Linked DNA regions of Ovis aries: all the other regions are linked to region 3. Evidence: chromatin contacts called from public Hi-C data. All regions are on one chromosome and are shown on one strand. The core of a region is the stretch at or near the end of the contact, and the rest is flanking DNA. Distances in the headings are between cores, read along the strand shown.

Region 1 (2,700 bases), core at 151-2,650, 180 kb before region 3:
GACTAGAGATGCCTGAGATAGTCCACAACTGCGAGCCGTTGCACTCTGGAGCCTGCAGGACACAATGAGGATCCTGCGTGCTGCAACTAAGACCCAACGCAGCCAAATAAAAAATAAATATATATATTTTAAACTTATTTTAAAAAGATCTGGGCTTGCTGGGGTCTTGTCTTCAAGTCTTTTAACCACTGCAAGTGAGGAAGTGTGGCTTGGCTGGGACAATCTCTCCCTTGGTTGCCTGGACAGATTTTCAGGTTCTTCATTCCCTGGAGCCGCTTATTCACTGACTCTTTGTCACGCCCACAGATGACAGATCTGCTAGGCTGCCCTCTTGATTTTACTCCAGCATCATTTTCTAACAATACAATCAGTCTTCAGTACTGACTACACAGTATTTGAATTTGAATTGAAATCCAAGTTTCCAGTTCCTCAAACTTTTGACCTCTCATCTCCTTTAGTTGTTTATGTTCAGGTTGGAGGAGCTCTTGTAGGAATGCTTTTTTTTTTTTTTTTTTTTAACCAAAAGATGATTGGAATTACACGTGGAATCCTAGAGTATGCTTATCCACATGTCGCGAATAGCACTCACCAAATTCCCTTTTTCAACCTGGACACTCTTGAGAACAATAAAACACATTTCCAGTCCTCCAGAAAGTAAAGAATTTTTAAAGCAGCTAGAGCAAAGCGTATTTGAGGAGACAAATCACAGTAAATACCTGTGTGTAATTAACCAGAATGAGCAGCGTAATCAAACAGCCGCTCCCCTGCCTATCAGCATCCCCGAGGATGTCCTTCTCTGGGGTGTATTTCTGGGGCTCTGTTGTCGCATGTTTTCTGAATTCAGCTTACTTGAGGTTTCACAAGGTTCTCATGACACACTGAGCAGTTAATTTTGATCTCAGAGTTTCCCAACCCGCCGAAGCCATTGTGGCAACACGACGGAAGAGTGATGGGGAAGTGGGGAAGGGCTGCAAGGTGGATGCTGGGGGAGGTAGGGACAGAGGGCCTTTGTCATTGTGTGCGCAGCCTCTGGGGGCTTTTATGACAGAGGAAATCTTGATCTCTTTGTGATGAAGTAGATACCTTACAGGCTCTTCCTGTTTTGCTCACACATTGCATAGTGTCAGTTGAGGCGAAAGGGGCCGCAGAGGGACTTTGCTCCACCTTCTCCCAGGGACAGCCCTGGAGACCCAGGCCTGGAAAAGGATCCGCTGCTCTTCCACCCTGTCCATAGTCCCCTCCCCCGGGCTGGGCAGGAAGCCACCTGCCGCAGCAAAGGTCACAGCTGAGGTCACCCTTGTCTTGTGCTTTTACATTTTGAGATCTGATTCCTGCGTGAAGCCGCAGCATGCTCTCTGGTGCTCTTTGAAAGTTCTCTGTTTTCCCAGCTGTTCTACAAACCTCTGTTGGCCGGGGCGGCCTTGCACATAGCTTTCCAAAATTACCGCAGCCTCGGCATTCTTTCCACCCACAGGATCTGCTGCTGACCCTCCACCTTCTCGAATGCAAATCCTCCCCCCACCTTCATACTGAGTTTGTCTCACTTCCTCCCCCTCCCCCCACCACCAAAAAAAAGGTGCCTGCGTCACTCTGGCCCATGCTCAGTGCTAGAACCGGGTCACCAGGCACAGCCAGGATTAATTTCCTTTATTCTTGAATTTCATATAAGTAGAATCGCACAGTGTGTCCTTTTTGTGTGTGGCTTATTTTGGTCAGTGTTTCATCTGTGAGATTCATCCACATCCAGCCCTTCTTATTCCCTTGTATGACCACAATTTGTCAGTTCCATTACTGAGGGACATTCAGGTTACTTCTGGTTCAGACTATTGTAAATCAGGCTGCTGTGAACATCCGTGCACAAGGTGTTTTCTGGACGTATGTACCCACTTGTCTGACATCTATTCCTCGAGGTCAAATCACTGGTCCTTGTAAGTGTATCTTTAGAATTATTAGAAATGGCTGGCTTTCCAAATCAGTTGTTTTAACATACGTTTAGTCCTCACAACGGGCTTCCCAGGTGGCGCCAGGGCTAAACAACCCGCCTGCCAATGCAGGAGACATAAGAGATGTGGGTTCGATCCCTGGGTCAGGAAGATCCCCTGGAGGAGGGCATGGCCATCCACTCCAGTATTCTTGCCTGGAGAATCCCATGGACAGAGGAGCCTGGTGGGCCTCGGTCCATGGGATCACAAAGAAGTGGACACGACTGAGTGACTTCACTTTCACTTTCACTTTGGAAGCATCTTACTCCAGTACTGTTGCCTGGAAAATCCCATGGACGGAGGAGCCTGGTGGGCTGCAGTCCATGGGGTCACAAAGAGTCGGACACGACTGAAGCGACTTAGTACGCACACACGCAGTCTTCTCAACAACCTTATGTGTTCCTCAGTCAGTTCACAATTGAGCACCTACTATGTGCCCAGTGCTGATGCTGGTGCTGGGATGGAGGAGTGACTAGACAGACAAGGTCTCTGTCGCTGAGACACATTCTCATGGCAGAGACAGGCAAGAAAAACCAAGGAAACAGAGAAGTCATTTCAGCTGCTAACAACGGGCTATGAAGAACAGAGCGTGTCACAGGACGGAGTGCTATGGAGGAGGACGCTGCCTCACCCTGAGCTCCGGGGAAGTGTCTTTGAGAAGCTGGGGAGAGTGTGGCCAAGCAGGGTGTGGGAAGAGTGTGAGGAGCAGACGGACAGA
Region 2 (2,700 bases), core at 190-2,689, 210 kb after region 3:
CTCTTAACAGTAAAATAAAATTATTACTTCTCGCTCCACCTTCCACACAAGATTGCTGTAGAGAATAAAAGATGCTAAAGCTTTAAAAATTGTAAAGTACAGTACTACTTTGAAGTGGGATTTGTATGTTGATTTAATGTCTTTCCTATCAACTGGTATTTTTGCAATTGATTCATTACAGCTAGCCTTCCTATTAAAGCCCCCAACTAACTCCACAACTATTGTACACATTTTTAATACTTCGTTTAGACTACTTCTGATTTTGCCTGGTTCCAAGTCTGTGGAGCCACGTACGACTGTGACAGACTCGCACTTTGCAGGAAAACATTTTTCTGGAGTCCTGTTCTCAGTTTCAAATTGCTGGCAGAAGTAGCACGAAATCAGTGACTCCACCCTAGCCTCTTAAGTGAATTGTGATCACGATACTTTAAAAAGGGAAACGGACAAAGACCTCAAAATAGTTTGCCCAAGTGAAAATCACGCTGACCAACGACAGCGCCCAGATGGGATACCCGGGAAGAGTCTTAAGGGCTCGGAAAGGAGAGGACCGGGAGTCCGAAGGCCCCTCCGCTCGCCGGTCCTCTACTGGAAGCACGACCCGGGTCCAGCGCTGGAACGGTTGCGGGGGGCGGGGGTGGGTGGGTCCCCGAGCGGGCGGCCAGGACCCGCGGCCGGTTGGGGGTCAGCGAGCACCGCGGCCGTTGAGGACTCCAGCTCCCAGCAGGCACCGCTTCCGCGGCCGAGGCGCGTGGCGGCGCTGCCCGCTGGGACTCGTAGTGCGGTCTGGTAGGAGAACCGGGGAGCCAGCCTGGGCTCCTTTTCGCCCACGTTGCGGAAACTGGGCCTGGTGGGAATCACGCCGGCCCACTCTGGCCCGGCGGCCCTAGGGGGCGGGGGTGGGGGTGGGGGCGAGTGGAACACGACTGGCTGCGGCGGGAAGCGGGCCCTCGGCGGCGGCGCACGTGGGGGGTAGTTAAGCGCCGAGAAACCCGGAAGCCCCGCGCCCCGCCCACCGCCCTGGTGACGGCTCAACGCCTCTCCCGGGTGGAGGTGGGGCAGGGTGTGTGGGAGGAGGGGCCGGCCCACCCGACTCCTCAGAGAGCCGCCCGCGAGCCGGTTCTCCCCTCCACTCCCCTCCCCCATGGGCCCTACGCCGCGCGGGGCCCGCCCACACCCCGGCGCGTGCGCAGAAGCCCCGCCCCTCCGCCCCAGCCCCACCCCCAACACCCGCAGCAGCAGCCGCCGCCGCCGCCGCCGCCACCTCTCCCTTCCTCTCTGCTCTTTTTCTCCTCCTGTTTTTCTCTTCCCTCCTCCCCCTCCGCCTCCTTGTCTCCTCCCCCTCCGGCGCTGACGCTCGCGTAGGGCCCTGGCGTCAGACGCGCGGGGGGCGGGGCGAGTGCGGCGGGGGGTATAAGTAGAGGGTACAGGAGGCGGTGCTTCCCCTTCTCCCCGGCGGTTAGTGCTGAGAGTGCGGAGTGTGTGCTCCGTGCTCGGAACACACATTTATTATTAAAAAAATCCAAAAAAAATCTAAAAAAATCTTTTAAAAAACCCCAAAAAAAATTTACAAAAAAATCCGCGTCTCCCCCGCCGGAGACTTTTATTTTTTTTCCTTCCTCTTTTATAAAATAACCCGGTGAAGCAGCCGAGACCGACCCGCCCGCCCGCGGCCCCGCAGCAGCTCCAAGAAGGAACCAAGAGACCGAGGCCTTCTCCCGCTGCCCGGACCCGAGACCGCCACCCTCGCTCCCCAGCCGGCAGCCAGCAGCCAAGCCTCCAGCGGCAGCGGATCGACCCGGTTCTGCGGCCGTTGAGTAGTTCCCGATTCCGGTTGATTTTTGTCCCTCTGCGCTTGCCCCCGCTCCCCTCCCCCCGGCTCCGGCCCCCCGGCCCCGGCACTCGCTCCCCTTCTCTGACGGGAAAGGTCGCGCGGCCTGTGGCCCTGCAGGCAGCCGTGCCGAGATGAACCCCAGCGCCCCCAGCTACCCCATGGCCTCGCTCTACGTGGGGGACCTACACCCCGACGTGACCGAGGCGATGCTCTATGAGAAGTTCAGCCCGGCCGGGCCCATCCTCTCCATCCGGGTCTGCAGGGACATGATCACCCGCCGCTCCTTGGGCTACGCGTATGTGAACTTCCAGCAGCCGGCGGACGGTGAGAGCCGGGCCCGGCGGGCGGGCGGGCGGGCGGCCATGAGGCTCAGGCGGCGGCGGGCGGGCTAGGCCGGCGGGCCCGGGGGGGAGGGGGCGGGAGGGCATGTCACCCAACCCGAGGCCAGCGGGCCGAGGCTGGGGCGTCAGGACCCCGGATCCCCGCGCCGGCCGGGCCCCGCGCCGCCGGCAGCCGCACGCCCCTCGCGCGCCCGGCCACTTCCTTCTCCGCGACCATTTTCTCGGCCTCAGCAGCGCTCAAACTTTAGGGTGATGACGCGCCCGGAGGGTGGATGAGATTGGGTTCTAACACCACGCGGCGCCCCCCCCGGTAGCGGCGAGATCCTGGGGGGTGTCGAGCGCCGAGACCCCTTCTCCGGTAGTCGGTGGAGGCACTCCCACCACCCCCAGGCTCCTGCCGGCGCCCCAGGACGGGGAGGAAGTGCATTTCGTTGCTCGAAAAATACCACGTGTTGAACCCGGTAACCTCCCAGGCCCGAGGCCTGTACCCTGCCGCGGGTCCAGTCGCCTGGGGGAGCCGCGGGGACT
Region 3 (2,700 bases), core at 7-2,506:
GCTAGGAAGGTTATGCGACAATAGATTTTGGGTTTGACATTGAAAACAGTATACTTCCTATTAAGGCTAGCTAGTTACTTGTTTAAATACAAAGGATTGGTTCCGATTTGGTTTTTTAAAAAGAAATGTTTTGTGGGATTTCCCTGGGAAGGTAAAGAAAGGGAGTCAATTCCCGTACAGTGACTCCTCTGTTCATCGTAAGTCATGTACCCTTTGGGACCACTGTAGGGGCTAGTATCTTCCTGTGCTGCTTTAGGATCTTTCAGAAGGATGTCTTAAGGAATAGAATAAGGGGGAAATTGAAAAGTCCAGAGCTTTAAAATGAGGAAGAATTAGGAAGTCTTGATAAGGGCAGCTTGAGTGATAATGTATTCAATTAATTTTTGACTACTAGAAACAAGGCAGTAAGTCTGCATTTAAACTGAACAGTGACATCAGAAACACTGATCACACTGGGAAGCATTTAGTATCTACATTTTAGTGCTCAAAGATAGTAAGAATTGAAGTTCCAGGACTCACGGTTTTTTGTTGTTTTTTTTTTTAAGCCCATGTGCATGTAACAAGGTACAGATGAATGAAGCCTTAGGGTTAGTTATTGATCCTTGGTGGTGGTTTTACAGTCACAGTATTAAAATAAGCAATATGGTCATTTCTTCCAGGAAATTGGCATGCTGATCAACTGTTGCAAAGATCAGTGGGCTTGGGGTGGGAGTGTTATTGGCTAAAATTTAAACACTTGACAAGAGCAGATACTAACAGTAATAGGACATGAATTACATTAAAACTGACAGGAGTCGTGATTCTGAAAGTATGGTCGTATTCTTCATAGATGGTGTTTTCACTAAAGAAAAGCTGCTTGATTTTTGATTACCCAGTGATATTTGAAACTAGAGTTGAGATTTTGACCAAGTAAGATAAGGGTTGGTTTTTAAGGCAGCCTTTTAGTCAAGTGTGCTTCAACTTTATGTGAAATTAAGGATCTTGTGAACAAAGATGAGATAATGTAATTTTAGTTTTGCTAAACTGATTTTAATGGCTTTAAATGTACACTATGCTCATTGAGTATGCCACTTTTTTTTTTTTTTCTTGTTCTGAGCATCTTTTTGTGAAGTTCCATTGAATTCCACACATAGAGAATCTTCCATTGGTAATTAAGTTTGAAGTGTTAACATGTTTACAAAGGCTATGATTTTTAGTCTGTTTTACTGGAAAAAATATCTAAATGCTACTTTTTTTCCCCTGCAGAACATCCAGTCATGGATAAAAACGAGCTGGTACAGAAGGCCAAACTGGCCGAGCAGGCTGAGCGATATGATGACATGGCAGCCTGCATGAAGTCTGTAACTGAGCAAGGAGCTGAATTATCCAATGAGGAGAGGAATCTTCTCTCAGTTGCTTATAAAAATGTTGTAGGAGCCCGTAGGTCATCTTGGAGGGTCGTCTCCAGTATTGAGCAAAAGACGGAAGGTGCTGAGAAAAAACAGCAGATGGCTCGAGAATACAGAGAGAAAATAGAGACCGAGCTAAGAGATATCTGCAATGATGTACTGGTGAGAAACCGTTCAGTCTAGTGTCACTGTAATACAGAGTTTCTGTAACGATTATCAGTTCCATTACTCTCAGCTTTTTCTTTCTTTGGTTTCTCTTTTCCTTTTAAAAATGGGGTGTTCTAGATTTCCAAGTGTTTCAGAGTGTCATTACTAAAATGTTAGAACAATTGTGGTTAGATTTGTATAAAATGAATTCTGTAATGATTATCAGTCAGCTCAAATAGATTGGTAGTATATTTTGTTCTAATTGAAAAGGTAAAGTAATCAAATTATCATTTCAGTTGTGGTTAGAATATTTGTAGTAGTTCTAGAGCTGATTTTCTTAAAAGTATATAGATGCAGACATTTTACCTCTCTTGCTTTATGTTAGATGTAGTAGACATGGTAGACCTAGTAGCCTTCCCTGGGTTAGCCACTGAAATGTTAATATAATGAGTCAGCCGTGCAGAAAACTGGCTTGACAGTTGTTTTTGCCTTTCTGCATTTAAGTGTTGGAAGTCAACTTTGAACGTGACAACCACATTAAAAGATTATGAAAAACTCAAAGCTTGATTTTCCAGGTTCAGTCAAGAAGCATTTTAAGAATTCAGTGTCTACTCCGTTGAAGCACTGCTTCTCTAAATAGCTTAAAAGACGTGAACATTACATTTTGGTTAATTTTTAAATTTTCTTACAAATGGCGACTTTCTGTGCCAAAAAAGTTGAAATATAAGGATAAGTTTTCAAAAAAGTTGAAATATAAGGATAAGTTGGTGGACAGTGCAACCGTTTAGCATATAACAGCCTGTATACACTAACACTTTCATATTTTAACGAACAGGGAATTCGTGAAATAATGTTTAATGTGGGTTTAACTAAATGATTACTCTTACATTGCAGATGGGTACTCTTACATACACATGAGTCTCTGTTTGACAGGGCTCTGGTATATATAGAGAGGCTGAATCCCACTTTCTCTGAAAATCCAGCTGCATTTCTTAGTATTTGAATCTTGTTCACGGAAGAAGTACTATAACAAGCAATACAAAATTATTTCTGATGGGGGTTTGGAGTTTTTGTTAAAATTATAATGGTATTATGATTCCTTTACAGTAGTCTAACGCTGATGGAATAGCTTCAGTTCCTAAATTATGAGTATTTTTCTCAAATG
Region 4 (2,700 bases), core at 72-2,571, 240 kb before region 3:
TGGAGAAATATTGATTTGAACATGTAACTTAAAACTGCAATATGGAAGGGAGGGCGTGAAAAGGCAAGAGGAACCGAAATGAGGGTGAAAAGGAAGGACTGAACAACCAGATCCTTGTCTTATGCTACGTAAATGCCATCAGCAGTTAACTCCTCCCTAAACAATTTTGTGATTATACATATCCCAATCCAGGTAACTTGCGTTGTGTTTATGTTCAACTAACATTTCCCTGCGCAGAGACAAATCTGGGGGAGCGGAGGCTATGGGCAAGGTGGGAACGTCAAATGCAAAGTCTTCTTTGTTGTTTTATCTGTAGTTCTAACTAGAAACCAATGTGTGTTGGGGGAAGCAGAGGGCGAGGGGAAAAAAAAACACCAACGTCTACATGTCTTTCCCAGATAAACTTTAATCATCGTTACAAACGCCATCGCTCGATTCAGATATTAGAAATTACCTGATGTGGCCCATAAATCAAGACTCCCCGCCCCCGACCCAAAATCATCTCAACCATTCCCTTAAGTGTTACCAACTCAGTATATTGTTAAGTAGTCAGCTTGCAACAGTCAGGGAGGTCTAGCCGGCAGTTCTCAGTGACAGTCAGGCGTGAATCGTGAACTCACTAAACCCCTCAGATTGGTCAAACAACTGGGGTTTCCGTGGGAACGAGGTAAAAGGCAGCTGGTGAGAGAACAAAGGCTGCGCATCCCAGGCAAGGGCCTCCGGCCCGCTGGCCTCACTGGGGGCGGGGGTGGCGGTGCGCCCTGGTGGCTGGCTCCCGGGTCGGTGACCCACGCCGCCGCGGCGCTGGCGCGCCTCCCTGGGATCCCCACCACCACCACCACCACGCCTCCGCCAGGCCGAGGCACAGGAGGACGCCGCCGAGACTGGAGTCTCGTGAGAAGGAAGAGGCGCGGGGGCTGAGGCCGGGCCGCCGCCAGAGTGAGTGAGCAAGCGACCTGTGAATCACACTGCAGGCCATCACCCGAAAGGACCGAGATCACGCGGCTCCCGGGGCCGGCTGAAGCCGCCTAGAAGGGAGCACGCCGGAGGGGAGGGGCGCCGGGGACAGAGCGCGACGTCCCCTGCCGTTCCCGTCTCTGAGAGGCCGCCGTCCCGGCCAGGCCCCGCCCCTCGCACTTATGTAATAGGGACGCGCTACCATTGGCCCGCGAGACCGGAAGAGGCGCAGGCGCGCGTGCGGGTGGGGCGATGGGGAGGCGGGGCGGGAGGCCGGGGCAGGAAGGCGAGTGGGCGGGGGCTGCGCGGAACAGGCGGCGCTGGGGAGACTGGGAGAAGTGCGCGGCGTGCGCGAGCACGAGGCGTAGTGGCCTCCCTCAAGGCAGAGGCGGCGGGCGCGCGCGGCGGCGGCGGGTGCGAGTCGCGGGCTGTTGTGCTGCCGGCTCTCGCCTTTCCCCTCCTTGGCGGGTGGAGGAGGCCGAAGCGGTGCTGGGCGCGCTCCCCTTCCTCTCCCTCCGGCCACCTCCCCCCGCAAGCCCTCTCGTGCTGCGCGGTCTCTCCGACGCAAGACTGTCCCGGCCCGGGTGAGCGGCTGTGGGGGCGGCGCTGACGCCGCAGGACGCCCGGGAGCCGGGGTGGGGGGCCTGCCGGCTGGGTCGGCGGGGGCCGTGATGGGGCGGGCGGGTCAGCGCGGGTCGCGAGGGGCCGCCGGCCTGCCCCGCCTCCTTGGGGGCCGCCGAGCCTGCCCTGTCCCGGCGCGGGCCGCCGGGAAGGAGGGGAAGCTCGGGCGCCCGCCAGGCCCTGCAGGTGGCCGGCTCGCAGGCCGGCCGCGGCGGCGGCGGAGCGGTAACCTTACCCGCTGGCGGCAGCAGCTGGTCGGTTTCCCTCAGCTTGAGCTCCCGGTGGCCGAAGGGGCCGGGTTTCGGGCAGCGGAGGCCCCCGGGAGGCGTGTCTCGGGCCGGGGTCCGTGAGGAGGGGCCGGTAGGTAGGGGTTTCGGTGGCCGAGAAAGAGGAGGAATTCTTTTCCAGGCGGGAGAGGCCGGTCTGGGAAGGAAGGTGTGCCGGGCTTAACAGCCGGGCTCAGCGAAGTGCTGGCGAAGATAGACCTAACTGCCGGCCCTTTCATCCTCTCTCCTCTCCGAAAGGGACTTAGTTCACTAAAAAAGCCAGAGTCAAGTAGTTGTTCACTGCCCGGGCCTCTTCGTTTTCAGATACTTAATGGAAAATGATCCTACTTCCTGGATCCAAAAATTTTTTCTTACTCGTTTGTTTTGGTTTTAGGAGGCTCTTTTGGGGCAAGGCTTATACTTGGTACCTCCTGTAAGAGCCCCCCATATTGTAAGAACTCATTACTCGCTTTACTTACTTCCCTCTGTACAGCCCCCTCGGAAGACCATACAAAATAAAGAGTTATAAGCCAGCTTTTAGGTATTTGTAAATGACTTCTTGCCCCTCAGTTCGCTGCTTTTAATCAAGAAGTTATGCGTAGTTACGCTTAAGATTTTGTGGAAAACTCAGTTGGCTTGAGAGCAAGCCCTAAGTTGAGCTGTCCAAAAGCAGGTGGTTTGTTCGTTTGCATTTCTGCTTTCAAAAAGGAAATCAATGCAAGCGTGTCGCTAGAACTTAGGGGCCTGTCTTACGCATTTAGACTGATTTCAATTTCCTTTGCCTCGTGTTTTCTGTTTTAAAAATAACAGCAACCACAATCTTTTCTTTATTAAAGCTGTTATGTGTTTTTTGTTA

The links. Hi-C and Micro-C count contacts between places; a contact is called where the count stands out from the background.
Region 1: a contact with region 3 is called in a Hi-C map of blood, with 1.9 times the contacts expected there. The contact joins the enhancer-like site here to the promoter of YWHAZ in region 3. A contact is called at or near these places in 2 of 16 Hi-C or Micro-C datasets (blood and tail adipose tissue).
Region 2: a contact with region 3 is called in a Hi-C map of hypothalamus, with 3 times the contacts expected there. The contact joins the promoter of PABPC1 here to the promoter of YWHAZ in region 3. A contact is called at or near these places in 2 of 16 Hi-C or Micro-C datasets (blood and hypothalamus).
Region 4: a contact with region 3 is called in a Hi-C map of tail adipose tissue, with 1.7 times the contacts expected there. The contact joins the promoter of ZNF706 here to the promoter of YWHAZ in region 3. A contact is called at or near these places in 2 of 16 Hi-C or Micro-C datasets (blood and tail adipose tissue).

The regions. Positions count from the first base shown.
Region 1 is chr9:76,163,496-76,166,195 of ARS-UI_Ramb_v3.0, forward strand. No RefSeq gene overlaps it. Among named protein-coding and RNA genes, the nearest start is that of ZNF706, 62 kb to the left of the region's middle. Within about 2 kb of position 1,401, at least 17 of the 54 cell types and tissues checked have an H3K27ac peak or open chromatin away from gene starts, as enhancers often do.
Region 2 is chr9:76,555,163-76,557,862 of ARS-UI_Ramb_v3.0, forward strand. It overlaps PABPC1 (poly(A) binding protein cytoplasmic 1), which reads left to right and starts at 1,440. Exons shown (of 14, transcript XM_060393490.1): 1 at 1,440-2,155. The coding sequence starts at 1,963.
Region 3 is chr9:76,346,598-76,349,297 of ARS-UI_Ramb_v3.0, forward strand. It overlaps YWHAZ (tyrosine 3-monooxygenase/tryptophan 5-monooxygenase activation protein zeta), which reads left to right and starts at 1,257. Exons shown (of 5, transcript NM_001267887.1): 1 at 1,257-1,550. The coding sequence starts at 1,257.
Region 4 is chr9:76,101,804-76,104,503 of ARS-UI_Ramb_v3.0, forward strand. It overlaps ZNF706 (zinc finger protein 706), which reads left to right and starts at 1,322. Exons shown (of 4, transcript XM_015097897.4): 1 at 1,322-1,541.